Regions from separate parts of the Mus musculus genome. Here all the other regions are linked to region 4. Evidence: chromatin contacts called from public Hi-C, HiChIP or PLAC-seq and promoter capture Hi-C data. All regions are on one chromosome and are shown on one strand. The core of a region is the stretch at or near the end of the contact, and the rest is flanking DNA. Distances in the headings are between cores, read along the strand shown.

The links. Promoter capture Hi-C pulls out the DNA fragments that hold promoters and counts their contacts. Hi-C and Micro-C count contacts between places; a contact is called where the count stands out from the background. HiChIP or PLAC-seq counts read pairs in DNA pulled down with a chosen protein or histone mark. Capture Hi-C pulls out chosen DNA fragments and counts their contacts.
Region 1: a contact with region 4 is called in a promoter capture Hi-C map of pre-B cells, with 3 times the contacts expected there. The contact joins the promoter of Coro1a here to the promoter of Zfp768 in region 4. A contact is called at or near these places in 1 of 39 promoter capture datasets (pre-B cells), 1 of 484 Hi-C or Micro-C datasets (embryonic stem cells), 2 of 115 datasets of contacts at active chromatin or transcription factors (bone marrow-derived dendritic cells and memory CD8 T cells) and 2 of 9 other capture datasets (liver and pancreatic islet).
Region 2: a contact with region 4 is called in a promoter capture Hi-C map of liver, with 4 times the contacts expected there. The contact joins the promoter of Rabep2 here to the promoter of Zfp768 in region 4. A contact is called at or near these places in 2 of 39 promoter capture datasets (liver and pre-B cells) and 1 of 9 other capture datasets (liver).
Region 3: a contact with region 4 is called in a promoter capture Hi-C map of liver, with 3 times the contacts expected there. The contact joins the promoter of Gdpd3 here to the promoter of Zfp768 in region 4. A contact is called at or near these places in 1 of 115 datasets of contacts at active chromatin or transcription factors (pancreatic cancer cells) and 2 of 9 other capture datasets (adipose tissue and liver).
Region 5: a contact with region 4 is called in an H3K27ac HiChIP or PLAC-seq map of extraembryonic endoderm stem cells, with 9 times the contacts expected there. The contact joins the promoter of Prss36 here to the promoter of Zfp768 in region 4. A contact is called at or near these places in 1 of 15 datasets of contacts at CTCF or cohesin (embryonic stem cells) and 1 of 115 datasets of contacts at active chromatin or transcription factors (extraembryonic endoderm stem cells).
Region 6: a contact with region 4 is called in a Hi-C map of uterus, with 7 times the contacts expected there. The contact joins the promoter of Tufm here to the promoter of Zfp768 in region 4. A contact is called at or near these places in 2 of 39 promoter capture datasets (the C10 cell line and pre-B cells) and 3 of 484 Hi-C or Micro-C datasets (cerebellum, rod photoreceptor and uterus).
Region 7: a contact with region 4 is called in an H3K27ac HiChIP or PLAC-seq map of microglia, with 5 times the contacts expected there. The contact joins the promoter of Nupr1 here to the promoter of Zfp768 in region 4. A contact is called at or near these places in 1 of 39 promoter capture datasets (neutrophils) and 1 of 115 datasets of contacts at active chromatin or transcription factors (microglia).

The regions. Positions count from the first base shown.
Region 1 is chr7:126,702,993-126,706,405 of GRCm38.p6, forward strand. Coro1a (coronin, actin binding protein 1A) reads right to left here and starts at 1,824. Exons shown (of 11, transcript NM_009898.3): 1 at 1,660-1,824; 2 at 1-182. The coding sequence starts at 181.
Region 2 is chr7:126,427,333-126,430,841 of GRCm38.p6, forward strand. Rabep2 (rabaptin, RAB GTPase binding effector protein 2) reads left to right here and starts at 1,435. Exons shown (of 13, transcript NM_030566.2): 1 at 1,435-1,824; 2 at 2,244-2,453. The coding sequence starts at 1,800.
Region 3 is chr7:126,764,064-126,767,793 of GRCm38.p6, forward strand. It overlaps Gdpd3 (glycerophosphodiester phosphodiesterase domain containing 3), which reads left to right and starts at 2,351. Exons shown (of 10, transcript NM_024228.2): 1 at 2,351-2,546; 2 at 2,839-2,881; 3 at 3,112-3,247; 4 at 3,328-3,373; 5 at 3,504-3,622; 6 at 3,700-3,730. The coding sequence starts at 2,408. Mapk3 (mitogen-activated protein kinase 3) reads left to right here. Exons shown (of 9, transcript NM_011952.2): 6 at 171-302; 7 at 471-580; 8 at 660-814; 9 at 1,177-1,753. The coding sequence ends at 782.
Region 4 is chr7:127,343,905-127,347,233 of GRCm38.p6, forward strand. It overlaps Zfp768 (zinc finger protein 768), which reads right to left and starts at 1,410. Exons shown (of 2, transcript NM_146202.1): 1 at 1,245-1,410; 2 at 1-971. The coding sequence starts at 1,332.
Region 5 is chr7:127,944,671-127,948,388 of GRCm38.p6, forward strand. Prss36 (protease, serine 36) reads right to left here and starts at 2,055. Exons shown (of 15, transcript NM_001319147.1): 1 at 1,742-2,055; 2 at 1,381-1,419; 3 at 1,168-1,203; 4 at 567-729; 5 at 1-252. The coding sequence starts at 1,778.
Region 6 is chr7:126,485,858-126,489,494 of GRCm38.p6, forward strand. It overlaps Tufm (Tu translation elongation factor, mitochondrial), which reads left to right and starts at 1,498. Exons shown (of 10, transcript NM_172745.3): 1 at 1,498-1,633; 2 at 1,731-1,925; 3 at 2,403-2,569; 4 at 2,793-2,897; 5 at 2,980-3,144; 6 at 3,263-3,395; 7 at 3,479-3,583. The coding sequence starts at 1,591. Gm46001 (a long non-coding RNA gene) reads right to left here and starts at 657. Exons shown (of 3, transcript XR_001778288.1): 1 at 625-657; 2 at 303-474.
Region 7 is chr7:126,623,253-126,627,046 of GRCm38.p6, forward strand. Nupr1 (nuclear protein transcription regulator 1) reads right to left here and starts at 2,218. Exons shown (of 3, transcript NM_019738.1): 1 at 2,071-2,218; 2 at 1,638-1,781; 3 at 1-327. The coding sequence starts at 2,182. The coding sequence ends at 1,651. All of the region lies in intron 1 of Gm39087 (a long non-coding RNA gene), which reads left to right.

The DNA of each region.
Region 1 (3,413 bases), core at 574-3,073, 640 kb before region 4:
CCAGGAAGGCCCCTCCCCCACTGGCCTCACAGATCAGAGCCATGAACTTGGGGTTGACAGCGCAGAAGCCACTGTCCCAAGTGGTTTGTGAGACGCGCACATCCTCATAGCACTGGTCAGCCTTGGCTGGCTGTCCAAACACGTGGCGGAATTTGCTGGAGCGAACCACCTGCCGGCTCATCCTGAAGGATACAGATTGTAAACTTTTCTTTGGGTCAATCCCAGCCGCACTTTGTCATCCCCAGAGCAACCCTTGGCCTGGCCTTGAGGGTTCCAGCATGGCGTCTGAGGCACCCTGACCATGACTGACAGCTTGCTTATCTCCCTGCTTACCCTCCCCAGTTTTTCTGTCAAATTCCCAGGCACTTCAAGCCACACCCTCAATCCTGCACCATCAGCCCCTACAACAGCCTGCTATGGTGTGGCTCCAAGGGTCTGGTTCTTGACTAAGACACAGTGCCTCCTTCCTAGTGGTCCAGACAGTCTGGAGATAGGTTCCCTCCTATCGAACTCTTCTAGATCCCACATCCCTCACACAGAGCTTCCTAAAGGCAGGGCAGGGCTTCTCCCTGGCCTTCCAGCTCAGGGATGGCACACAGAGGGATGCAAGCCAGCTTGCCTAGGAAGGGATGCAGTAGCAGGATGGCTTCCCCAGGTTTCTGGCTACAAGAAGCAGCAATGGCTTGGGTCCCAGCATCTCCCCAGACCTCTGCTCCTAACCTCCGCTCAGAAAAAAAGCAGATGTTCTTCTGAGCCATTTCTGCTTCCGTTAAACTACACTCAGGAGAGGCCCACCCTGACTTCCCTGAGGTCCGCTAAGATGGTTACCCACTGTGGCTAGGCAGCCAGCTAGTGAAGCCCAGGGGCTGCCTCTATCCTGTGCCCAATCCCTCCTCCTTCCTGCTCAGTAAAGGAACCTCGGCTGCGCTGTGGAAGGCATCCTGCCCAGAGCCTCTATCCACCTCCCCAGCCTCACCCATCTGCTCTGCCTTAATGGGGGACTCAGCCCCTTCGTGCTGGGACTCCAGTCCTCGCACACCCCGGTATCACCAAGGAGGCTCCCAGGTCTATTAAAAATAAAAGCAGGTGAAGTGCCTGAGTGAAGTCTCCAAGACAGGAAGGGGACACAAGACCCCAGTGAGCAGTCTGGATTTGGGAGAAGGAAAGCCCAATCCAAGGTAGGGGCGGAAGATGTGCCCCACCCGGCCTCCTCCCCCACCCAGGTACCAAGCCCGGAAACCACGGAAAGGGGAACTTAGTCTTGTTTTGCACTCAACCCCTTCCTGTCTCAAAGCTCAGGGCAGCTACTTGGCTCACCCCACCCTGCATCCCCCACCTTCAGAAGCTCCCTCCCCGGGGCATAGGTTCTGAGCCCAGCTACGGCCGCTCCCAGGAGCCCACCTCCATCTTGGTCACGATGGTCCTTAGCCCTCACCTTGGAGCACTCTGGGACCTACTTGCCCCTTCGAACTCCCTCGTCCTCGATCCTCCTGGCGGGGCTCACAAACCGGCTCTCTGTCCCCAGCCTGGTGGCTCTGACAGCTCGCCCGCCCCCACAGTCCCACAGTCCTGCCCCCACACTGGCGCTGGCCCCACAGGTGGCCCATGGCAGCGTTGCCTGGCCCTTGTGACCAGCCCTCCCCCGGCGCCCAGCCTCACCTGCTGCGGAGAGCTGAGCGTGACCCCTCCCAAGTAGAGGAGGAAGGAGAGAAGGATGGAGGAGCTGCAGGCTGGCCACCGAGGATGCTCTGTCAAGACAATGAATGAGCAGCGGCCGTGCGCCGGCCTCCTCCGGGTGGTAGCGCCCCTTTGGGCGGAGCTCATGGAGGCCCGGCCCTTCGCTCCAGGGCTGCAAGACTGGGACCGCTCCCCATGCTGTCAGCTCCAACCCCCGAACAGATGCTGACGCGAATCAACTCTTCTTTTAATGTCAGAACGCAAAAATATCCCGTTCCTTCATCCCTCCCCCAGCCGCCCGCTGCCTCCTCGAGGTCCTTTCCCTGGCACCGGAGAAAGCTTTAGAACGGCTTCAACCAGCTTGAGAGCCTTCTCTGCTACAGGAGGGACCTCTCCTGTCGTTACCCCAAATGGATTTCTGGGAGGCCTTGGGGGGGTCATTTCTCCTTTCTAGGGATTTAGGGCTTCAGCGGGGACACCCTTGTCCTCTGCTTCGTGGCATTGAGGCCCGGAAGAAGTAAAATAACTGGGCATTATGGAGCACCTGTTCTGTGCTGGGGCTATGGAGGCAAATGAGTAGTGCTCCCCCTCTAGAGAGCTCTCGGGCCATGAGAAGAGGGAGTCGGGAGTCCGTCTGACACAGTTTAAAAGCCACTGAGTACACACAGAAGTCTGATATCACACACAGCTGGGCTGTGGTCCATTCCTGTCCCTTGAGGGGAGTGGGTTGTCACGGTAGCAAGGGCAGAGGAAGAAAGGCCTTTGCTGGAACCATTGTTGTGACTCCTGGCTGTCACTCATTTGAGTGACCTTGGGCAGGTTAATTTAATCTCAGCCCCAGTTTCCTGTCTATAACAGTCTTACCTGCCTTCGTATGGAGATGGTCACTCCAAGGATAGCTGGATTTGCATCTACAGAGTGGCAGGTATTAATTAGTGTTGGGGTCTTACAGTCAGATATGGTGGCCCACACCTGTAAATCCATTACTACGGAGGCAGAGGCAGAAGGGTCAGTGAAACCAAGGCCAGCCTGGTCCACATGTAAGCTCCAGACCAAGGCTACATAGTGAGACCCTGTTTCAAAAACCCAAAAGATGTTGGTTCTTTTCATTATTGCCATTTACCAAAGCTTTGGGCTATCCTGGGAGGAAGAGGAAACACCACAAGTGGCTCTGGAGAAGGGTAGGGGGCTGAGGCGCAGTGTCAGCAAAGCTCAAGGACACAGGTGTGCTGACAGTCATCTGTAGTCAGGAAGCTGAGGCAGGAGGCCAGCCTGGGCTACATAGCAAGACCCAGTCAGAAGAAACTCTTCTTTAAGGTAGAAGTAGTTCGAAAGAACAGAAGGGGCTCCAGTTGTACTGATTAGCCGTGTGATCTTGGCCAAGAGGCCCCACCTCCCTGAACCTCAGTTTCTGTAGGAGAGAAACAAGAAGTCCTGCCCACCTCACAGCTAACGGTGCGGTGCGTAAGGTGTAGTCTGAAGTGTTCTGCAGTTACTCAGTACAGGGTTGGATAGTGCCTGAGGCTCTGTGACTGTAGCCAGCGACTCTAGAGTCTCCAGCTAAAGTGATAACAGTAATGGGGCTGAGAATGGAGTTCAGCTGGCAGAACACCTCATAGCATGCATAAAGGCATGGCCTCCAGCATCACATAAGCTAGGTGCCGGGCTAGAGAGACAGCTCAGTGGTGAAGAGCGCTCACTGTTCTTGCAGAGAACCAGGATTTATTTCATTCCTA
Region 2 (3,509 bases), core at 185-2,684, 920 kb before region 4:
AAAGATGTCAAAGCGGCAGTCAACCCCAGCCACAATAAAATGCCCTCGCAGAAGCTATCAAAAATGCCAGCTCCTGTCAAAATGGTGGCAGGGAGGAGGCCTTCTCAGCCTGCAGCCATCACAGGAGCTGTCCACTCGGATGCATTTCCTTACCCCCGCCCCCACCTCAGCAGGAGCTGTCCACGGTGGTAACGCCTTTCCTGCCTCGGCCTACACTCTTGGTGAATTACTACAGCAGGAGCTCTCCAGCCTCGCCAGCGGCCCTACAGAGGTGGTGCCTCAGTAAAAGCCGGCTGTGGCCAGGAAGGACTTCCTACCTTAACCCATAGCCTAGATGCAGGAAAAAAGGAAGGCGGGGGGGGGGGGGGGGGGAGTCAACAATCCTTAAGCAGGGAAACCCACCAATCTCTGGGCTTCCCGCAAAACCCCACCAATCCCTGAGCTCCCCAAAGTCAGGACTTGAAATCCCACCAATCCTTAATCTGGAACTCTCTGCCCTGAAAAGCTCCACCCCTAAGAAATCCTATCTAAGCTCTGCCCTCTATTTAATTCCGTGCTGTCTGCTCCTGGGAACAGAGGGCAGCCACCCCTGGATTTGTTCTTCACACCCAGGACCCTCCAATAAATCTCTTTCATGAGATTTTTCAAGGCAGGATCATATCAGCATCCAAGCAGACATTATGCAGAAGGAGCTGAGAGTTCAACATTTTGTTCTGAAGACAGAAGACTGGCTCCCAGGCAGCCGGGGGTGGGGGTCGGGAGGGAGTCTTAAAACCCACACCCACAGTGACATACTTTCTCCAAGAAGGCCATACCCACTCCAACAAAACCACACCTCCAAATAGTGCCACTCCCTGGGCCAAGCATTTTCAAACCACCACAGGCTGTCTGGGGATAATCTGTAGTGGGCTCCCTCTAACACTAAAAGCCCACCAGTAGGCACATAGGAGGAGGAGATAAGGGTTATCTTGCTAGTTCAGGCGTGATGGGTACTACGATTGGGTGTTAGTGCTGGAGAAATGAGGAAGGCATCCTGGTATAAGTACACTGGTGTGCATTCCAAGGAGACCACAAAGAATCAAGGACTTCCAGGTTCAAAGTCTTTTATAGAAAACCGGTTTGGAGGCAGGGGGACCCAGGCTCTGTACTTGTTTGAATTGCTGTGACTCTCCAAAGCGAGAGGTCATACATAATGAGAGATTGACCCAGACCCAGGCTGAAAGATTTACAGCCCTGGGAGTGGAGAAAGAGATTTGCAGGAAGCCATATGAAAATGGGATTGGAGACACGTAGATTTCGCACCTCTGCCACTGACTGCGCCAAGCTTCAGAACGCCAACCCAGCCCTGGCCCGCGGGGCGGAGATGCTGGGCGGGCCGGGCACACTTCGCAGTAACGCGAGTCGGGTTACGGCGGAAGGGCGGCCGGGCGGAGGGAAGGAGGAGGCCGCGCGCAGCGTCCTCTAGGACTAAGACCAGGCGTTCCAGGAGGTGGCCTCGAGTGGAGCCTCAGCAGATCCTCAGCACCAGAGAAGACTACCGCAGACCCGAAGCCCTCGGAGCTTCCAGGGAGCGCGGGAGCGCGGGGGCGGTCCCACGAGGCTGCAAGAAAGGCGGGATCCAGGCCGCGCGTCCACTCGAGTGCAGTCGGCGTCTCTTGACCATCCCGCCCTCCCACCCCCCGCGGCCCCTGCAGAGCCGATCCGGAAACAGCCGAGCGGATCCGGAAACAGCCGAGCGGACCCGGAAGCGGGAGTGCCATCACCAGTGAGTGCGGGAATCCGCCGTTTGGGCTGAGACGATGGCAGCTGCGCCAGCAACCCTAGGTGAGAATCGGGGGCACCGGCGGCCAGGAATCGGTGCGGGAGTTGCGCCGCTGCGCACGTGGGGAGCAGGGGGCTGGGGGCGGAGCCGAATGCGACTGCTGGCGGCAGCCGGCCAGCGCGGAGGCTCGGGAAGGGGGCGGGGCACAGCGCCCACCGGGGTGGGCGTGGCCTACACGGTGGGTGTGTCTGTGGGTGGGGCAGGTAAGGGGGCGAGGCGGGGCCACTGGAAGGGATTGGACGGTCGAGCCAAGTTAGTTGGGACTCCGGGAGGGGCAGGACCAGGGGAATGGGATGAGGTCCTTGTAGATGGAGAGTAGGACTGGGTTACTGGACTGCTGGGTGGCCTGAGGTGTTAGGAGATCGGCAAGCCGTGGGAATAAATCTTGGTCACTGTCCCCCCCACTCCCCGCTCCCCACAGCGCTGGATCCCCAGCCCCAAGAGAAGCAAAAGGATGCATCCGAGTCAAGTGAGCTCAGTCGGCTTCGTGCCGAACTGGCCGGTGCCCTGGCAGAAATGGAAACCATGAAGGCTGTAGCTGAGGTGAGCGAGAGCACCAAGGCGGAGGCAGTGGCTGCAGTGCAGAGACAGTGCCAAGAGGAGGTGGCCTCCCTGCAGGCCATCCTGAAAGGTGAGGCACCCGCTCCCAACACAACCCACCCGACAGCCTGTCTGCCTGCGCCCCTCTAGCAGGGAATGCAGGGCGAGGAGGGCTTCAGATGAGCTTCAGGTAGCTCAACAGAGAAAAGACTGTGTCCCAGAACCTGAGTGCCCCTTTCTATTTTGCAGAGAAACACCACAAGTGTTGTCAGCAACTCTTGTCAGTCACAGCTAAGTGTAGCAATCATCTTTACCCATGATACCCATGGGTATCATTTCTTGTTCTTGCTGACATAAGATCAGCCCAGAATACGAGCCAGAAACTTCGCATTTCTCTGAACCACCCTCATTTTCCTCTGGGCCTCGAGGCTCGAAACTCAGCCTGTTGTCTCTGAGCTTAGTCCTATGATTTCCCTTCCTTCCCAGGTATCCCTACAGCACCCTACACAAATACATGCATCTCCTTCCTTCTCCCCCTCTGTCTCATGGCCTCTGTGGATTGGGAGACACCAGCTTTCTTGGTCCCAGGTCCTCTGCCTTTTCCTGTTCTCCTCTGGGCAGAGGTTAGAGTGTCCTCAAGGATGTCAGACCTGCCCCTACTCTGTTTCCTGGCAGTAGTATTACTATGGCATGCTCTATTGGACTGCTGCTCCAGCCCCTCAGATCTCCCTCTATGGTCTGCCCTTGACCTTGGATTCCATAGTAAAGGGCCTGAAATTCCCTTCCCATCCTACCAGGCCTGGGAGTTTTATCTGTAATCCCAGCTCTGAAGGTTGGAGATTGGCATATCCCCAATAGCTTGCTGGCCAGCCAAGACAGAGCGCTCCAAAGTCAATAAGATACCTTATTGGGTCCAGGACAGCCAGGGCTATACAGAGAAACCCTGTCTCAAAAAAAAAAAAAAAAAAAAAAAAAAAAAAAAAAAGATACCTTATTGGAAAAAATAAGTTGGAGCAAGTAAGGAAGACACCTGATACTGACTCTGGCTTATGTGAGTGTGCACACACAAGAGAAAAAGGAATAGCCTAAGTTGTAACAGTGACTGCTCTCTATTGAACACTTACCATATGCCAGAGACAGAGCTAAA
Region 3 (3,730 bases), core at 1,101-3,600, 580 kb before region 4:
TCTCTGCCCTTCGTCGCTACCCCAGTGGGTAGATGGGGAGGACTGGCGGCACGTGGCTGGGCTTGGGCTCCTGGCGGCACGTGGCTGGGCTTGGGCTCCTGGTCTTGCTTCCTGACCTGTTGCCAGAAGGAGGACTGATCTTCTCACCAAGACAACTGGTTTCTCCGCAGGTATCTTGGGTTCCCCATCCCAGGAGGACCTTAATTGCATCATTAACATGAAGGCCCGAAACTACCTGCAGTCTCTGCCCTCGAAAACCAAGGTGGCTTGGGCCAAGCTCTTTCCTAAATCTGACTCCAAAGGTGAGTGAAGCAGAGGATCCGGGGTAGGCTAAAACCCAGCGGCAAAGAAGAGTGTGTGACCCTAACGCCTGCCTCAGTAGATAGCCACCCCCCCCAGGCACTGGACAAGGGATGTCCATGGGATTCCTTTAGCCTTCCTCCTGACTGCTGCCCCCTGCCTTGCCTTAGCTCTTGACCTGCTGGACCGGATGTTAACCTTCAACCCAAACAAGCGCATCACAGTAGAGGAAGCGCTGGCTCACCCTTACCTGGAACAGTACTACGATCCGACAGATGAGGTGAGCCGGTCACCAGCGGCGGGGAGGGGGGCTAGTATCCCAAGTGCCCAGCCTGGGCCTCACCGTCTTTGCCCCCTAGCCAGTGGCCGAGGAGCCATTCACCTTCGACATGGAGCTGGATGACCTCCCCAAGGAGCGGCTGAAGGAGTTGATCTTCCAGGAGACAGCCCGCTTCCAGCCAGGGGCGCCAGAGGGCCCCTAACAAGAACAGACACCCCTGTCCTTTTGGATCTGGTGAGTGCCTCCCAAGGCCCCCCCGCACAGCCACATCCCAGTCAGAGGCTGTCCAGTCTGGGTGCTGCTGCATCATCTCTGCATATCCACATGTGGTAACAACAAAGGGCCAGGGTCATGTATGAGCGAGCATCCTCCAGCCCATCCGGATGAGAGATCCGCCCCTTATGAGCAGCCACTCCAGGCCTTGCCAGAGTATATCATGATGCTTTGAGAGGAGCCTATAATCACAGTAGCACTTGGTGGCTGCTCTTGTTAGCTGCAGATAAGGAAGCCAAGACCCACAGAACTTGACAGTTCAAAGACGCTGGGGTCAGGGCTCACCCCGCTGACCATTCCTTTCTGTCCGTTTCTTCCTTCAGGTCCTGCTCCTACCTGCTCCTTCTCTGCAGATTGTTAGAAAGTGAACTTTGCTCAACCCAGACCCCGGCAGCCCAGGCTGGACCAAGGGTGGGCCTGGCCACCTTCTCTCACTTTGCTGGGGTCTCCTGCTTCAAGCAGGCTTCTCCCACTCCAATCCCCTGCCCCATCTCCCCATAGCCTGAGTGATGAGGTGGCCCCAGAGCTGATCTCTGCTGCTGTGTCTTTATCTACCCTTGCTAGCCCCGGCTCTGGTAGACCGTTCTGGAATGGAGGGGCTATGATCGTCCTAGGACCTGTGCTACGGAGGGGTGGAGGGCACTGAGTAGGGCTCTGCCCTATTCATCTTGTTGGAACCCCACCCCATTTTCCCTGACAGAACATTCCTAAGTCTCAAGGGCTAGTTTCCCTGAGGAGCCCAGGCCTAACCCTCTCTCTCTCAAGCTGCCACATGTAACGCCCTTGCTGCTTCTGTGTGTGGGTGATTGGATGTGGGGGTGGGGCCCGTGGAGAGCCGGTGCCCCTCCCCATCTCCCCGTGCCTGTATCTAATATATAAATATAGAGATGTGTATATGGATGAGCCTGCCTCTGTCTGTGTATGTCGACGCGACCCCAGCATACCGCACTCACAACTGCCCCCTGCCTCCAGCTGTGGCTTTACATGGCCCTGGTAGTCTTTGGCTCCAGCTGGCCAGGGATGAGGTTGGGTTCTAAGGAGTGTCAGTCTCTGGGAAGGGGTCAGTTTCCCTTTAGTCACTGTCTTCCCTAACAACTTCCTGTTTAACTGCTTGGAGTGAGTTGGGGTGACTCAGGGGTACCTTACACACCCCCAAATTCCCGGGAAGTGGCAAATGTGTAATAAGTTACAGATCCTGTCCACAAACACCTATGGGAGGCAGAAAGATCTAAACACTAGGGGGTGGGGCTGCTTAACCCCCCCCCCCACATGGTCAAGAACAAAAGGGGGTGCTGGGATCTGTGAAAGGTCTCTGGACATGGAACCCAGGGCTGCCTGCCTCAGTTCCTGTGCCTGGCCCCAGCTCTGGGCCATACTGCAGTCTGGCCACGTTCCAGCAGCACCCAGCAGGCTCAGCAGGTCCATGGGCGTGGCGCTGCCCGGTGGAGGAGCCAGCCTACACTGGCTGAGCAGGCAGGCTCGGCCCCGGGCATCAGAGCCCTTTGGGACAGGGAAGGCTGTGCTTTTGACAGAAGCCTGCCGTGGAGCGAGGCTATGATCCCTCTCCTGTACTTTGTTCTGCCCACCCTGGGCAGTTACGTCATGCTCTCCATCTTCTTCCTGCGCCGACCTCATCTGCTGCACACGCCGCGGGCTCCCGTCTTCCCTATCCGCCTGGCTGCCCACCGTGGAGGTGAGCTGAGTCAGGGAGGTGGAAGGGCTGGAATCCATGTAGGGTGGAGTGAGCCTAACAAGACAGGTGTCAGGGTGGGCAGCCCATCCTCAAGGTGCAAGGCATGATTGAATGTTAAAAAGAGCGAGGAAAGGAGAGTCTTGGGGCCTAGAGGGCATGTGGCAGGGAAGGAGAGGCCAGTTCAACTGATTGGAAGAGAGGAAGCCTAAAGCAAGTGGGAGACCGTCAGGAAGAAAGGTAAGCAGGAAGGTCAAGCTAGGTCCCGGGGATCCACCCAAACTGCTTTCCACAGGGTCTGGGGAGCGACTGGAGAACACCATGGAAGCAGTAGAGAAGTGAGTCCAAGCCCCATCAAGTTCCATGTGAGGTTGTGGGGTTGTGGGCTGTGCTCTGCAGGACAACCAGGAGTGCTACTTACTCGCTTCATAAACTGGGTATCTGGAAGTCCTTGGAACTGTGGAACTGGCCACATGTCCCACCATAAATTCTGTGCCAATATTTCCCCTCCACTACATGCCCTGGTCCTTCCTGTGTCCTTTTCCCCCACCAACCTTTGCTCCCATAGTTCCATGGCCCAGCGAGCAGATCTCTTGGAATTTGACTGCCAGCTCACCCGGGATGGCGTGGTGGTAGTGTCACACGACAAGAACCTGTCCCGCCAGTCAGGCCTAAATAAGGATGTGAACACCCTGGACTTTGAGGTGAGTTTTGCAGCCCCTCACACTGAGAGCTGCATCACTTTCACGCGTGTACCCTGATGATGCTTCTCTGCTCTCCACAGGAGCTGCCCCTCTACAAGGAAGAGTTGGAAATTTACTTCTCACCAGGTAGGATGCGTGTAGCCACCCTTGAGCTGCCTAGCCATCTTCTTATATACTCTCATTAACACGCCCCCACCCCCAGCCTGTTTATCCTACTCTGACCCCAGTTTTTGTGACACCCCTCACCCCTGCCCAGGCCATTTTGCCCACGGGTCAGACCGGCACATGATTAGTTTGGAGGATGTATTCCAGAAATTTCCAAGGACTCCCATGTGCTTGGAGGTCAAAGAAAGAAATGAAGAACTCATTCACAAGGTAGTACTATAGCCCGGCAGCTGAGGGCAGGCCTCAGAAAGGCCTGGTTTCCTTTATACCACTTCTCTCCATCCTAGGTAGCCAACCTGACTAGGCGCTTTGACCGGA
Region 4 (3,329 bases), core at 160-2,659:
GGCCTTGCCGCACCTGGGACACTTGTAGGGCCGCTCGCCTGTATGCGTGCGCTGGTGTTTGATGAGGTCAGAGCTCTGGGAAAAGGCCTTGCTGCAAACCTCACATTTGTAAGGCTTCTCGCCGGTATGGATGCGCTGGTGCTGGATCAGGGTCGAGCCTCGTCCAAAGCTCTTCCCGCAGATGCCACAGATGTTAGGTCGAGGGCCTTGCCCACCCCTGGCCCGGCCACCCCTACGGCCTGGCCCACGCAGGGTTCCTGTCAGATTCAGTGGATTCTGGAGCATCTCAAACTGGGGTGCAGCCAGCAGAGCCCCCGAAGGCATGTCAAATGGAGGCAGCGCTCCTGTGGGCTGCTCCCCAAACCCTTGAGTAAAGGAATCCAGGGGGTGGACTCCTAGGGAGATGCTCAAGGGATTCTTTTCCTCGGGGCTCAGAGGCATCTCTGCACCTTCCTGGAATTTGGAACTTTGAGTTTCAAACTCAGGGCTATGGGTTTTGAACTCAGAATTCTGAACGCCATCTCCAGAGTTCTGCGGTTCATACCCGGGGCTCTGAGATTCATACCCTGGACTTTGAGATTCAAATTCGGGGCTCTTTGAACCGTACCCAGGGCTTTTGGGTTCATACCTAGGACTCCCAGGTTCACAGCCAGGGCTCCTGGGATGGCAGCCAGGGCTTCGGGGCTCATACTTAGGACTCTGGGATTCAAACTCCGGGCTCTGAGGATCTGATTCAGGACTTCTGGGTGCAAACTCAGGGCTTGGGGGCACAAACCCAGGGCTTCGGGATTCAAACCCTGGGCTTTCAGGCTCAAACCTGGGGCTCTGGGATTCAAATTCTGGGCTTTGTGGCTCAAACTCTGGGCTTTGGGGTTCAAGCCCAAAAGGTATTTCTTCAACTTCATAGTCCCCATTGCCTTCTCGCTGAGAAATTTCCCCTTCTTCATTCTCACTTGTGTTGCCTGCAGGATCTGAGAATTACAGAAAATCCAGATTGAATGGGGGTCTGGAAGGTCATTGGGTCCATTAATTGTCCCAAAATTCTCTTCCCACTCCCCAAGCAGGGTCATTGGCCCCTACAAGTGAGGTGACAAAATGTACCACCTCCCCTCTAAAGACCCGGGGCACTCAGTCTCCACCCTCCACCCCACTTCCAAGTGTTTAAGATTCCGGCCTTATTTCCCTCCCGCAGGCCACAGCCCAGTTTTCTGGCACACTCCTAAGAGGCGCGGTCCTTCCCTCACCTTTGAGAGACCCTTCGGGGCTGCCCACTGCGTTGGGACTGTGCACATCCCGGGACTCCAGGCCCCACGACGACGCCTCCCGCTCCATCCCTGCCAGTTCCCAGTGCGGCGGCGGTGGCGATGGCGGACGATCCTACGACCCAGTTCGAGTGCCTGGAGCCCCGAGCCCTCGCCACCCGCGCGTTCAGAGCCTCCGAGGAGACCGGGCGGCCTGGCTTCGGCCGCGAAGGCCGGACGTCTTGACCCTGGGCCTCTCCGGCCCCGCCCCTGTCCGCTGCCCCGCCCCCCTCCCAAGGTCCCCGATTGTCTCGTGGCCCTCACCGGCCCCCGCGCGTCGTGGCCTCGGAGGTGAGGGGCGAGGCGACTCCTCCGGCCGTCCCCCAGCCACAACTCCCAGCCCGAGACCCTCTAGTCTCGGCCCCTAGCCCCGGCCGGGCTACTGCGCCCCTGCCCCCTCCCCCCGCACAGGAAGTGTCCGTCCCTGGCCAGTTCCCCCCGCTGGCTCGCGCCGCGGCCTCTCTAGGAGCGGCTGGAGGTGGAAACTCGTTGGCATTAACCCTGGACTGGATCTCCCGGGCCTCGGGGGGTGGGGGCGACCCGACGCCCCGGAGCCGGCGGGAAGGGCAACAGCAGTTTGTGTGTCTGTATCGCGGGTCTCGGCCTAACCGGGGACCTGTCTGCAGGTTTCTCCGACCATGTGCTGGCTACTGAGTGTGGCCAAGGGCGAAGCGGCAAGTGAGACCAAGGTCAGCGAGAAGGAGCGACGCTTCCCGGCGCCAGCGGGGGAGGCGGCTAGCTCCTCGCCTCAGCCTCGGGGCACTCGGACTGGCACCGGGAACGCGGACGGACGCCCGTTTGACCGCACAACCAGGCTCTGGAGCCCAGAGCCTGCTAGCCCGCCGAGCTACGACAGTGACACCCGCGCCCACTCCCCCCTCCCTCGCCCTCCCCTCCCCCTCCGCGATGCGGGCTCGTTGCCAGAGAAACAGCTCCGCCTCCGCGCCGCGAGGCACCGCCCACTCCTCCCAGGATTGGTTGTTGGGGCCGGCTGTCTCTGCTTCACCGTGGTCCCGGGGTCACCGTGGGTCCGGGCCGTGTAGAGCAGAGGGCGTTCAGGCCATTCTAACAGGATGCCCGGAATGCCTGCGGGAGTGAGAGAGGGAGGCGCCGGGCGTCTCCTCGCGAGCTCGGCCTGCGCTTTGTAAACTTTCCCCTGAGCCGTTTGTCCTGTATTAGGAAGAATGGAAGCCTAGGGCTCTTAGGGTAGACACCCTTCCTCCTCTGCTTTTCTCCCTTCTCGTTTCTTCTGCTCTCAGGTTTTACAGGTGCTGAGGGGCCACTCCAGAGATACTAACATAGGACGACCTTTAATTTCTTCCCTTTCCAAATCTTGTGTTTGATTCCTCGTTTCTTGATTTTCTCACAAGCGTGCGGGACAGTTCGGAGAGTGACACTGAAGAGTTCCAGAAGGGAAGGGGGAGGGGGAAGGGGAGAGAAGAGAAGAGAAGAGAAGAGAAGAAAAGAGAGGAGAAAAGAGAGAAGAGAAGAAGAGAAGAGAAGAGAAGAGAAGAGAAGAGAAGAGAAGAGAAGAGAAGAGAAGAGAAGAGAAAGAAGAGAAGAGAAAGAAGGAAGGTGGGCCAAACAGGCCCTTTTATAGCAAGCCAGACCTACCTGGCTGTTGCTAGGTAACTGTTGGGCGGAGCGTAGAAGGAATACCTGCAGATAGCCCTGGCCCCGCCCAGTCTGCGGGCCCTGTTCAGCCTTTCTCCCTGTCTCCCTGTGCTCTGCACTCTTCCAGATGGCTTTGGCTGTTCTCTCTCTCCTATCGACAATTAGAAATAAGATAAAGACTTTCCCCTAACTCTCGCATGGAACAGTCGTGTCGTCAGTATCATCTAATCTAATCTAATCTAATCTAATCATTTTCTACTCTTCTACTGAAGCAAGTTTGGTAGTCTTGACAGCTAACGAGCCAATTCGCTGCGCTCAGCTTCCTGCATACTATAATCAAGGGTTTTCACAGCCAGCAAGTTTGAAGATTCTGAAGACTCTGCTAAGCCTTTTGGGTGTCAGATGTCCAGATCT
Region 5 (3,718 bases), core at 805-3,304, 600 kb after region 4:
GCCCAGCAGGCAGTTCCGTGAGCGAAGAGGTGCGAGGCACGAGGCAGGCAGACCGGCCGCACAGAGGGGCCCAGCTTGGCTGGCGAGGCCAGGCGCAGCAGAGCCAAGTCTGCGCCCAGTTCCACTGTGCTGTAGTTGTCCGGTATCAGGATGGTGGCCACTGAGCGCATGTGCGCTCCTTCCAGGGGCCCGTCCTGGGAGTGCACGCCCAGCAGAACTGACAATTCGTCCGCGGGCTCCAAGGTTCCATTCCTGCTCCAGTGCCGGGGAGAGAAGGGGACTAGGTTGGCCCTACGGAGTCAGTCCTTGGGACTGGGGACTCAGAGCCAACGGGGAGCTAGGGTCAGTAGGAACCCAGCGAGAGAGCGAATCCAGATTTTTCACCGTGGAAGTCGAAAGGGTCAAATAGGACTTGGAGATGTCAGTGGGAGCGTTGGAAAGATTTCTATTCTAGGGTATTCAGCCTGGACAGCGTGGCATTGCCAGGCAGGAAGGATAAGCAGGGAAGGTTGAGCTGCTGCGCAGGGTTAGCTATAGGAGAGAACCTGGACAAAGACTATACTCACGTCACGAAACAGTGAGCAGCGGAGAGGACCCAGGAAGGGGCGATGAGGGAGCCCCCGCAGATGTGGCCCCCACCTTGATGCAGGCTCACCTGCCATGGCCAAGTGCCAGGATGAGCGTCCGAGCCCCCCACAATGCGGGAAGAGGGCTCAGGGCGGCCGCAGTCTGCAATAGAGACCCCCTAGAAGTCAAAGCTCGGTTAGGGTTCCCCTCCTCTCCTAATCCCTTGGACTCCAGAGACCCTGGTAACTCGGGGAGGGTGGTGGTGGAGCCTGAACCCCTTCAGTTTGCCCTTCTGAACATGAGCAAGCCAAAGCTGGAGGGCCCGGGCACTTCCAATTCACTCATGACCTAGCCAGTTTGAAACTTCTTTAGGATTCAAGACAGCCTTTAGTGCCAGCGCTCAGGAGGCAAAGACAGGTGGATCTCTGTGAGTGTGAGGTTAGCCTGGCCTATGAGAATGAGTTTCAGGATAGCTAGGACTATAGAGAGAGACCCTGTCTCAAGAGCAAAGCAAAGCAAAGCAAAGCAAAGCAAAACGAAAACAAAAACAAGCAAGCAAACAAAAGACAAGATTGGAGGCAACTCATGCCTCTCTCTTACCTAGGTCTTCAAATTCTCCTTGGGTAGGACTGACCACTAGAAGACAGAAGACAGAGAGAGAAAGACGCTCCTTCAGCCCCGACACTGCCAGCACCATCTTCCTGCTCTTCCTGGGCTTTTGCTGCCCTCAGTCCCCCGGTTCCCTGTTTCAGCCCTTTGGTCTGCCTACACTGAGGCATCTGAGCCCAACTCTCCCCAGTCCATCAGTCTTACCTGAGTCCTGGAAGGCTCCTGGAGGGATGGGACTGACCACTGAGAAGACAAGAGGGAGGCAAGGAAAGTCTGGAGAGATGATGCACTTAGGTGTGGCTCTTTCTCCTTCCATCCTATTTTACAGTGTTCCATCTCCCCATGGCATGCAGGCCTCCTTTCCCCTTCCCCTTCTGCACAATCCCTCGGGCTCCTGGTATGGCCCTCTCCTCCTTCCACCACCCTCCCGTCCTTCCTCTTGACACTCTGCTCCTCTGCCTACTCTGCTATCTTACTGCCATAAGGGATGCAGGGTATATCTCCTGCTTTTCAGCTCTCTAGGGTTGGTATCCAGGCTTCTTAAAGCCCGGTCCTCTGAACTTACCCATGATTACAACTGGGAGAAACAGGTGATGGGACATGGTCTACTAAAGTCAGCTGGAGGCACAGAGGCAGGTGAGAGGCTGCTTCCTGCCACCACTCTGTCACCGGACTATGTAGCTGGTTCCTCCTGATGGTCCCAGGGGTAGCCCCACCCTCCCTGGCTGGAGCCCATCTGTGGGAATCTGAGAGGATCTGGGCCTGAAAGGGGAAAATAGGGAGGTCAAAGGCCCCACCCTGAATTCTGGTGCATCTCACATATCTGGAGGCTCAGAGTGGAGGTAGGGCGGTGTCCTCACTCCAGGACACCTGTTGGATGTGGAGAGTTGAGCAGGGCGCCCCGTGTGTTAAACCGACTCAGAGGACTGTGGTGGGTGGAGTGCTAGGAGCACATGCCCTGGGTCCGTGGAAGAGCAGGATGGGGCTGGGCAGTAGCCCTTGGCATGACTCACCTGAGACCTCACCCTTGATTGGGGTGTGGCTTCCCCAGTGGCTTGGCCTTTTCTTCTCACACAGCTCTGGTTACTGGAGTTGCTGGCCAGGCCTGGGACAGGAACTCTAGGGAATTCAATTCCATCCTAACAAAGGGATCACAGATTCTGCCTTGTTGAGCAAGGCCTGGGGGTACTGGAGAGGACTAAGCAGCCTGGTAAAGCTGGAAACCCCTCTGTGCTGGGGTGGTCGACTCTCAATGCTGTTCCTTGCTTGCTCTTCATGTGACTTAGAAAAGTCACTCCGTCTCTTGGTACACTATTTATCATTAGGAGTCTATTTAAGGAAGGTATGGCACTGGGTGTGGTAGTACCTGTGACCCCAACACTGTGAAGTCTGAAAGCACTCCAGTCCACAGTTCCTAGACTACACAGAAGCTGGAGATGTGGGTTAGCTGCTATGATTGCTTGCTGCTCTTCCAGAGGACCTGAGTTCAGTTTCCAGAATCCACAACACCAGCTCACAACCTCCGGTGACTTCAGCTCCAGATTTGGTGCCCTCCTATGCCCTCTCTGTGGGTAACAGCACCCACATGGCATAGAGGGGTGTGTGTGAGTGAGTGTGTGTGTGAGTGTGAGTATGTGTGAGTGTGTGTGCGAGCATGTGTGTGTGTGCGTGTATGTGTGTGTGTGTGTGTGTGTGAGAGAGAGAGAGAGAGAGAGAGAGAGAGAGAGAGAGAGAAACAAGGGAAAAAGCACATGTTTGGGTAGAAGATATAGCTCAATTGGTAAAATGTTTGCCTAGAATGCATGAAGTTCTGGGCTTGATCCCCAGTTTTACATAAAGCAGGCATGCTGGTGAATGCTTATGATCCTAGCACCTAGGAGGTAGGCGGTAGGTGCAATATCAGACGTTCAGTATCAGGGCTGGAGAGATGGCTCAGTGGTTAAGAGCACTGACTGCTCTTCCAGCTGATGCCCTCTTCTGGTGTATCTGAAGACAGCGACAGTATACTCACATACATTAAATAAATAAATAAATAAATAAATAAATAAATATTAAAGGCGGGCAGGCTGGAGAGATGGAGAGATGGCTTAGTGGCTAAGAGCACTGACTGCTCTTCCAGAGGTTCCAGAGTTCAATTCCCACCAACCACATGGTGGCTCACAACCTTCTGTAGTGGGATCCGATGCTCTCTTCTGGTGTGTCTGAAGACAGCTACAGTGTATTCATATAAATAAAATAAATAAATCTTAAAAATTATTTTTTCAAAAGGAGTTCAAGGTCATTTTTAGCTACATTAGGAATTTAAGGCCAGCCTGGGCTACATACATAAGACTTTGTCTCAACAAACAAACAAGCAAACATGACTCTGCTTAGAGGAAGTGAGTGTTTGAGGATAGAGCTTTTTGCATGTGTGGGTAGACTTGAAGGAAACCAAAAAGATGAGGAAGCACTAGCTGGCTGGAATGGAGAGTCTGGGCTGGGGCTGGATTGCTGTCTCCATAGGTAAGAACGATTGTGTTGTAAGCATGAGGAGAACCTGAGA
Region 6 (3,637 bases), core at 248-2,747, 860 kb before region 4:
TGTAAAACTGCCTCATTTCTTCTCTCCCCCCCCTTTTTTTTTTTGGTTTTGGTTTTTGGTTTTTTTCGAGGCAGGGTTTCTCTGTGTAGCCCTGGCTGTCCTGGAACTCACTTTGTAGACCAGGGTGGCCTCGAACTCAGAAATCCTCCTGCCTCTGCCTCCCAAGTGCTAGGATTAAAAAGGCCTGTGCCACCACTGCCCAGCCTGGATTCGTTAGATAAAAAAAAAAAAAAAAAAATCACAAAGACTGAGGGGAGTCTAGCACAAGATTCCAGTAACACTCTATTGTCCTTTATCTTTACCTTTTCAGAGTTTCAATCTGTGCTCAGGCCTTAGGACTGGACTTCCTGCTGCAGTGTCTTAAGTGCTGGGGTCACAAGTGTGTACCTGTATCTCCTTCCACTTGATTTTTAGAAGAGATGTGATGTAGCTTGCTTGTGCCTAGACATCTCTCTAGGGATGGAATGAGGGAATCTACAGCATTTGGAAAAGATACTGTCAATTAAGCTGATAGGGTAAATTTCAGAAAGAAAGACAGAGTTAAGAAGCTTCTATTATTTGTGAGAGTTGAAGAAGCTGTGCGAAAAGATGAATGTGACAGTTAAAAGTCATTACTATACTTACACTTATTCATTAGGGGGCTGGAGAGATGGCTCTGTGGTTTAGAGCACTGACTGCTCTCCCAAAGGTCCTGAGTTCAAATCCCAGCAACCACATGGTGGCTCACAACCATCCGTAATGAGATCTGATGTCCTCTTCTGGTGTGTCTGAAGACAGCTACAGTGTACTTACATAGAATAAATAAATCTTAAAAAAAAACAAAAACAAAAACCACTTATTCATTAGGGAACAAACATTTGCTGGGTATACAAAAGATTCAACTAACAGTAAAAAAAAAACTTCCTTTAATCCCAGCACTGAGACAGGAGATTTCTCTAGAGCTGGAAGACCAGCCTGGTCTACATAGGCCAGCCAAGGAGACCCTGTCTCGGAAGGTAGTGGGGAAGAAGGAAGAAAAAGGAAAGAAAACTGCTTGTCAAGCGTCCAAAGGACTATTGGGGGAGGAGGGTTTGACTTCAAAATGTTAGAAAGCACAGGATCCCTGCAAGAGATATGGGGGCAGTTATTTAATGGCCAAGGACTGGAACTCCCGGGACTCCATCCCTGACTCTCGTTAATTTTGCCTCTTACAGGCTGGGAGATCTTCTCTCTGGACCGAACCCAGGCGAAGCTAAAGCCTGTCACAAACTGACCCAAGCCCGCTGCCCTGGAAACCACAACACCCATAAGCCTTCGGGGGCGCTCGTGCATTATGGGGCGCTCCGCATTTTCCTCCTAAAGCGGCCCCCTCAGGCTGAACTGTGGAAATTCCCCATCGTCCCCCGCGAGACACCAGAAACCCCCTCTTCCGCTCCATGCCCGGATATCAGTGGCCGTGGCCATAGAAACTGTCTGCTAGAGGCTCCTAAACTCGCTGTCCGGACCCTCATTTCCGCCGGAAGTGATCTGCAGTCCCAAGTGCCCGTCCTTCCCTGCACGCGCGGGCCCCGGGTGCCTAGTTCCCGGTCCCGGTCACCGAGTACTACCACAATGGCGGCAGCCACTCTATTGCGAGCGACGCCCCGCTTCAGCGGTGAGGGGGCGGGTTGGACGCAGGCAGCCCGGAGTTGCGAGGGGCGCGGAGGGTAGCTGGGTTCGGATCCCTGACTCCCAAGTGCCTTTCCCCGCAGGTCTCTGCGCCAGCCCGACCCCATTTCTGCAAGGTCGGCTGCGGCCGCTGAAGGCTCCCGCATCACCCTTCTTGTGTCGCGGCCTAGCTGTGGAGGCCAAGAAGACTTATGTACGCGACAAGCCCCATGTGAATGTGGGTACCATCGGACATGTGGACCATGGCAAGACCACCCTGACTGCAGCCATCACGAAAAGTGAGTAGGGTTGGGTTGGGTTGGAGGCGTCGGGCAATGTCCTGTCAGCTGGAAGAGTCAGAACTAGAGCGTAGGGTGGGTGTCTTGTAGTCCGCTGAACTTTAGCATGGCTCCAAGAGACACTTGGGACGAAGGCTGGTGGGAAGATGCAGGAGACAGGTTTCCCTGTACAGGAAGAGCTCTGTGAGGCATAAAATGAAAACTGTGAATGGTTTCCATCCAGTGTAGAGTGGTCTGTAAAGAGATGCTGTCAGCGAAGAATTGGAAGCGTCTGTGATGAGCACACACCTTAGGAAATTCTCTCACTGTCTTACAAAGTTATCTTTCCTAGAATTACATTTGAGATTTCCTAGAATTGAGATTTAACAGAGATTTATCCTTCCAGATTGTTTCTGTATGAGGGGTTCAGGCGTGTGCCCCGAGCCTTGTCTGTAGCTCTGACCCTGAGTTGAGAGGTGTGTTCTCTTCCTCCGGTAGTTCTAGCCGAGGGAGGTGGAGCTAAGTTCAAGAAGTACGAGGAGATAGACAATGCCCCAGAGGAGCGAGCTCGGGGCATCACCATCAATGCAGCCCATGTGGAGTATAGCACTGCTGCCCGACACTATGCCCACACAGACTGTCCTGGTCATGCAGATTATGTTAAGGTGAGGGTTGCTGGGGACAGCCAGCACCTGCTTCCGTTCAGTGGAGGTGTGAGGGGGGGAGGTTATAAAATAGTGGCGGTGTTTGAATATAAGAACAAGGATTTGTGGCTGTGGGTGGTGAAGACATGGCAGAGAGATGGAGATCTTCACAGCTACTTCTCATTAGAGGATGCATGTTGAAGAGGTCCCTGAACTAAGCTGACCTTCTTCCTCTTCCACCCAGAATATGATCACAGGCACTGCCCCCCTGGATGGCTGTATCCTGGTGGTGGCAGCTAATGATGGCCCCATGCCCCAGACCCGAGAGCACTTACTGCTAGCTAAACAGGTACTGGGGTCTGAGTGGGATGGACATCCGTGAGACGTCAGATGGCTCAGGAGAGTTGCTCAGTCTCTTGTCTTGCCTGCAGATTGGGGTAGAACATGTTGTGGTGTACGTGAACAAGGCAGACGCTGTCCAGGACTCAGAGATGGTGGAGTTAGTCGAGCTGGAGATCCGGGAGCTGCTCACCGAGTTTGGCTATAAAGGAGAGGAAACTCCAGTCATCGTAGGCTCGGCTCTCTGTGCCCTTGAGGTGAGCACAGCACAGGCTCCTGTTGGTAGAGGACGGGGTAGAGCTTTGCTCTGTACCTGGAAACTTAGCATCCTGTGATAGGAACAGAAGTTTCAAGGTCTTGTCATGTCTCCAACAGCAACGTGACCCTGAGCTAGGCGTGAAGTCAGTGCAGAAGCTCCTGGATGCTGTGGACACCTACATCCCAGTGCCCACCCGGGACCTGGACAAGCCCTTCCTGCTCCCTGTAGAGTCAGTCTACTCTATTCCTGGTGAGGCCCGTGCTCACGTACACCACTCCTCATAGGGGTCATCTGACCCTGGGTGACCAATAACCCATCCTGTTTCTTTCCAGGCCGGGGCACAGTGGTGACAGGTACATTAGAGCGTGGCATTTTGAAGAAAGGAGATGAGTGTGAGTTGCTGGGACATAACAAGAACATCCGCACTGTGGTGACAGGTATGAGAAGATTTCAGATCCAAGGACGTGGTCAGAATGGTCCCTTCCCATGTA
Region 7 (3,794 bases), core at 968-3,467, 720 kb before region 4:
CTGCTGTACGATTTATTGTTGCTGCCACCCAAGGGCATCCGATTTATTTCCCCCACAGTTCTTTTGGGGGCTGTCTTCCTAGCTCTGCCCGTCTACCCTCTGCTTCTTGCTCCCATCTTGCCCTTTTGCTGGGTCTGGAAGGGTGGAAGGGCTCCCTCTCCAGAACCTCACTTAGGTGGGAAAGAATCAAGCAGGCCTAGGTCCTGCTTACAACTCCTAATTTCTCCAAGGTCCTGTATCCATTGCTGGGTGTGATGTCCTGTATCCATTGCTGGGTGTGATGTCCTGTATCCATTGCTGGGTGTGGTGTCTGTGGTCTGGCCTTATCTGTGCAGAGGGAAAGCAGGCAACGAAAGGGACAGAGATCAGAGTTTGACTTCCACCTTTCCTACTCATATTTGCTATTACCTTAGAGAAGTACTTGACTCTATCTGCCTCAGTTTCCCTTTCCATAAACCAAACTTCCTCTCCATTGGAAAGGCTCCATGGGAACTCCCCCCACCTCTGGTTACCAGGGAGCTCAGTCAAATACGGGTCTCATATTATTTTAGATGTAGAATAAAAATAGTGTCACAACACTATTGTTTTGTTTTGTTTTGGTTTTGGTTTTTGTTTTTTGTATTTTGTTTTTTCGAGACAGGTTTCTCTGTATAGCCCTGGCTGTCCTGGAACTCACTTCTTAGACCAGGCTGTCCTTGAACTCAGAAATCCATCTGCCTCTGCCTCCCAAGTGCTGGGATTAAAGGCGTGTGCCACCACTGTCCGGCCAACACTATTTTTTTCATTTATTGATATGCCAATGTGTTTGCATGCATGTGCGCACATGCGTATTCTCGTGTGCTACTTTGAGCATATGGAAGTCGGTGGACATTGGGGGCACAGAGGTCCTTGTACTCAAGAGAAGCACTAAGAACCAGAAGTTTTAATCATGCCGTGTGTCTCCTCAATGCAGGAGATAAAGTCAAATACCTGCATTCCACTCAGAAATCTGAGAGTGGATTTTGTTAACAACCTGGTGAGCTTTTGGCTCTGTGTGGAGTCAGACCTCCCCAGCTTTTGCTATAGAAGCCGACCTCACTCAAGTTCTCCAGAATGATAATCCCAGACTCTCCCCTCCCTAGACCATTACCCACTCTTAGGAGAGATGTCACATCTGCCTGATGACCTCCATGCTATTGGTCAGAGACCACTCTAGATTCTAGGCCTTTAGCTCTAGAACCCACCCTCATGGAGTTTCAGTGTAGTCACACCTCAAGCTTTATTGTGCTCCTGGAATTGAACTGATGGACCTGACTGTTGCCTAGAAACCTCTTCCCAAATTGTACTGTGTTTTAAATATGCTGACAGTGAACCGCCTGGCGTTAGATGCCCTGAAATCTGATCCAAGCTGATGGAATTCGGTCTGAATGGGGTTTTCATTCTTATCACTTCCCTGCCTGGACATCTATCTGCAGGGCTCCCTGGGAACACAGCTTGCAGTTGGTTCTCTCCCCTTTCATCACTCGAGTCCCAGAGATCAAGCACAGGTTGTCCTGCTTGCCTGCAAGAGCCTCTACCTGCAGCGCCATCTCACCAGGACCAGCTTTTGGCTCCCCGCTTCCCGCTCGGCACACTTAGGCCCGGCTCTCCCGACTCACCTCCAGCTCCGTCTCAGCGCCAGGCTTTTTTCCTTTCAGAGTTCTGGAACTTGGTCAGCAGCTTCCTCTCATGCCCGCCAGGGCTAGGGCGGTTGGTATTGGCAGCAGCTTCTCTCTTGGTCCGACCTTTCCGACCTCCCCCGACTGGTGGAGCAGGAGGTAGAGGAGGTGTGTGAGGTTAGGACAGGCATATAAATGGCCAGAGTGGGGCGGTCACGTCTTCACGTCTGAAGCACTCTATCCTTGCTGTTTACTCAAGTATAGAATGAGAGATGCTCACTTGTGAGTTCTTGGGGCTAAGGGAGACAGAACTCAGTAGATGAGACTAGAAGGGGTTACTTGGGAGTTGGGAATAGATTAGCTAGGAAAGGTAAACCGGGGTACCCAGTGAGAAGCAGATGGGCTGACCAAGGAGCTACCACGAAAACCTTACCGACACAGGGATGGGCCAGGCTGTACTGATCATATTCATCCAGGATTCCATCTTCATCCTCTAGGTTTAGAGGTTGCTGGGAAGGGTTGGCTGTTGGTGGCAAGGTGGCCATTATGCCTAGTCTGCTCTCTCCAAAGTCTTGCCTGTGTCTCCTTGTCTGAATGTCTGCCCTCTCCCAGTTTCTCACCCTACTTATAACGCTGTCTCCTCCCTAAACCACGGGGTTGGCCCCCGCCCTCCAAGCCCTGTCTGATGCAATCTGGCCCTTTCCCAGAACTGGGCCCATAGACAGCAGTCCTGAGCAGAGAGGAGCACCCTCCCCTCCCTCCTCCCTCACAGGACTCACCCAAGCACAGCTGTGTTTTTCCACGTGGAAAGCTCTCGCCTCAGGGGCGGAGGAAGCAGACAGGATCTGGGCACAGTCTTTGGGATATTGGCCAGGGAGAGCAGAGGGCCTCAGATAGGCCAGTCCTTCCTATCATTTCAGCCTCTGCCACAAGCCCCTCCTGGGCCTGGGTCATAGTTAGACAGACAGACAGACAGACAGACAGACACACACACACACACACACACACACACACACACACACACTGTAGTCTGGTTCAGATTCAGGAGGTAGTGGCAGCATACATACTGAAAAGGGAGGGAGGAGGGACACTGACCCACTTCTTGCTTGGTCAGCAGTTCCTGTCACACCCAAGGCTTCTATTTTTGTGAAAAGTCCCCTTCAACAGAGTCCCCAGGGACTTCTTCCTCATGCAAGATGGAGGATAGCTAGCTGGTAGAGACAGCAAATACCCTGGATTCCACACTCTGATTCCTGATCCACCTCCCTCTACCTTTCTTTCTGACAGAATCCTTCTATGGAGCCCAGGTTAGCCCTTGAACTTGCAATTCTCTGGCCTCCTCATCCTAAATGCTGGGATCACAAGTCAGCTCAGATCCAGTGTTTCCTGCTGTGTGACCTTGGACACGTCACTTTCCCTCTCTGATTGCTTCAGGTTCCCCCTTTAACAGAGGATAACTCTATCTGGCTCTGTTGGTGAGAGGTTGCAGACTCATGAGGCCTGGAAAACCTTCACAAGCGGGAACAGTGTAAGGATTAGTCACAACTTCCCATGGGTTCCCATACAGTGCCCTTGCCTTGACCCTCCCCCCTCAAAAAAAAAAAGGGTGGAGAAAAGGAATTTAAAATAAAATATTGTGTGTTGGCAAGATGACTCAATGGGTAAAGTACTTGCCACCAAGCCTGACAACCTGAGTTTATCGGTTTCCAGGACCCATACAGTATGGGAGAGAAAAATGTCCCATAAATTGTCCTCTGACCCTCACATTCCTATCCATGTACACACACAATAAATACGTGTGACTTCTAAAATTTAAATAATATATTGAGGGCAGAATGAAATAAACAGGTATTTGTGCTTTGATACCCCCTGCCTTGTTTTTTAGGCAGTCTCACTGTTTTAGCTGTGGCTGGCTAAGAACTTGCTCTGTAGGCCAGATTTGAGTCTAGTGTTGAACTCAGAGATCAACCTGCCTTTGACTCCTGAGTGCCAGGTTTAAAGGTGTGCATCACCACACCCAGCCAGTATGAATCAAGTGTGAACTAATAGTAAGCTTTTTCAGTCCATACTAGCTTCCCTTGGGTTGTTTGATAAGAATTAGTATGAATTTTAAGTTCAAATAAAAAGCATGTGAAATGAAATTTTCTACTTTTTTTT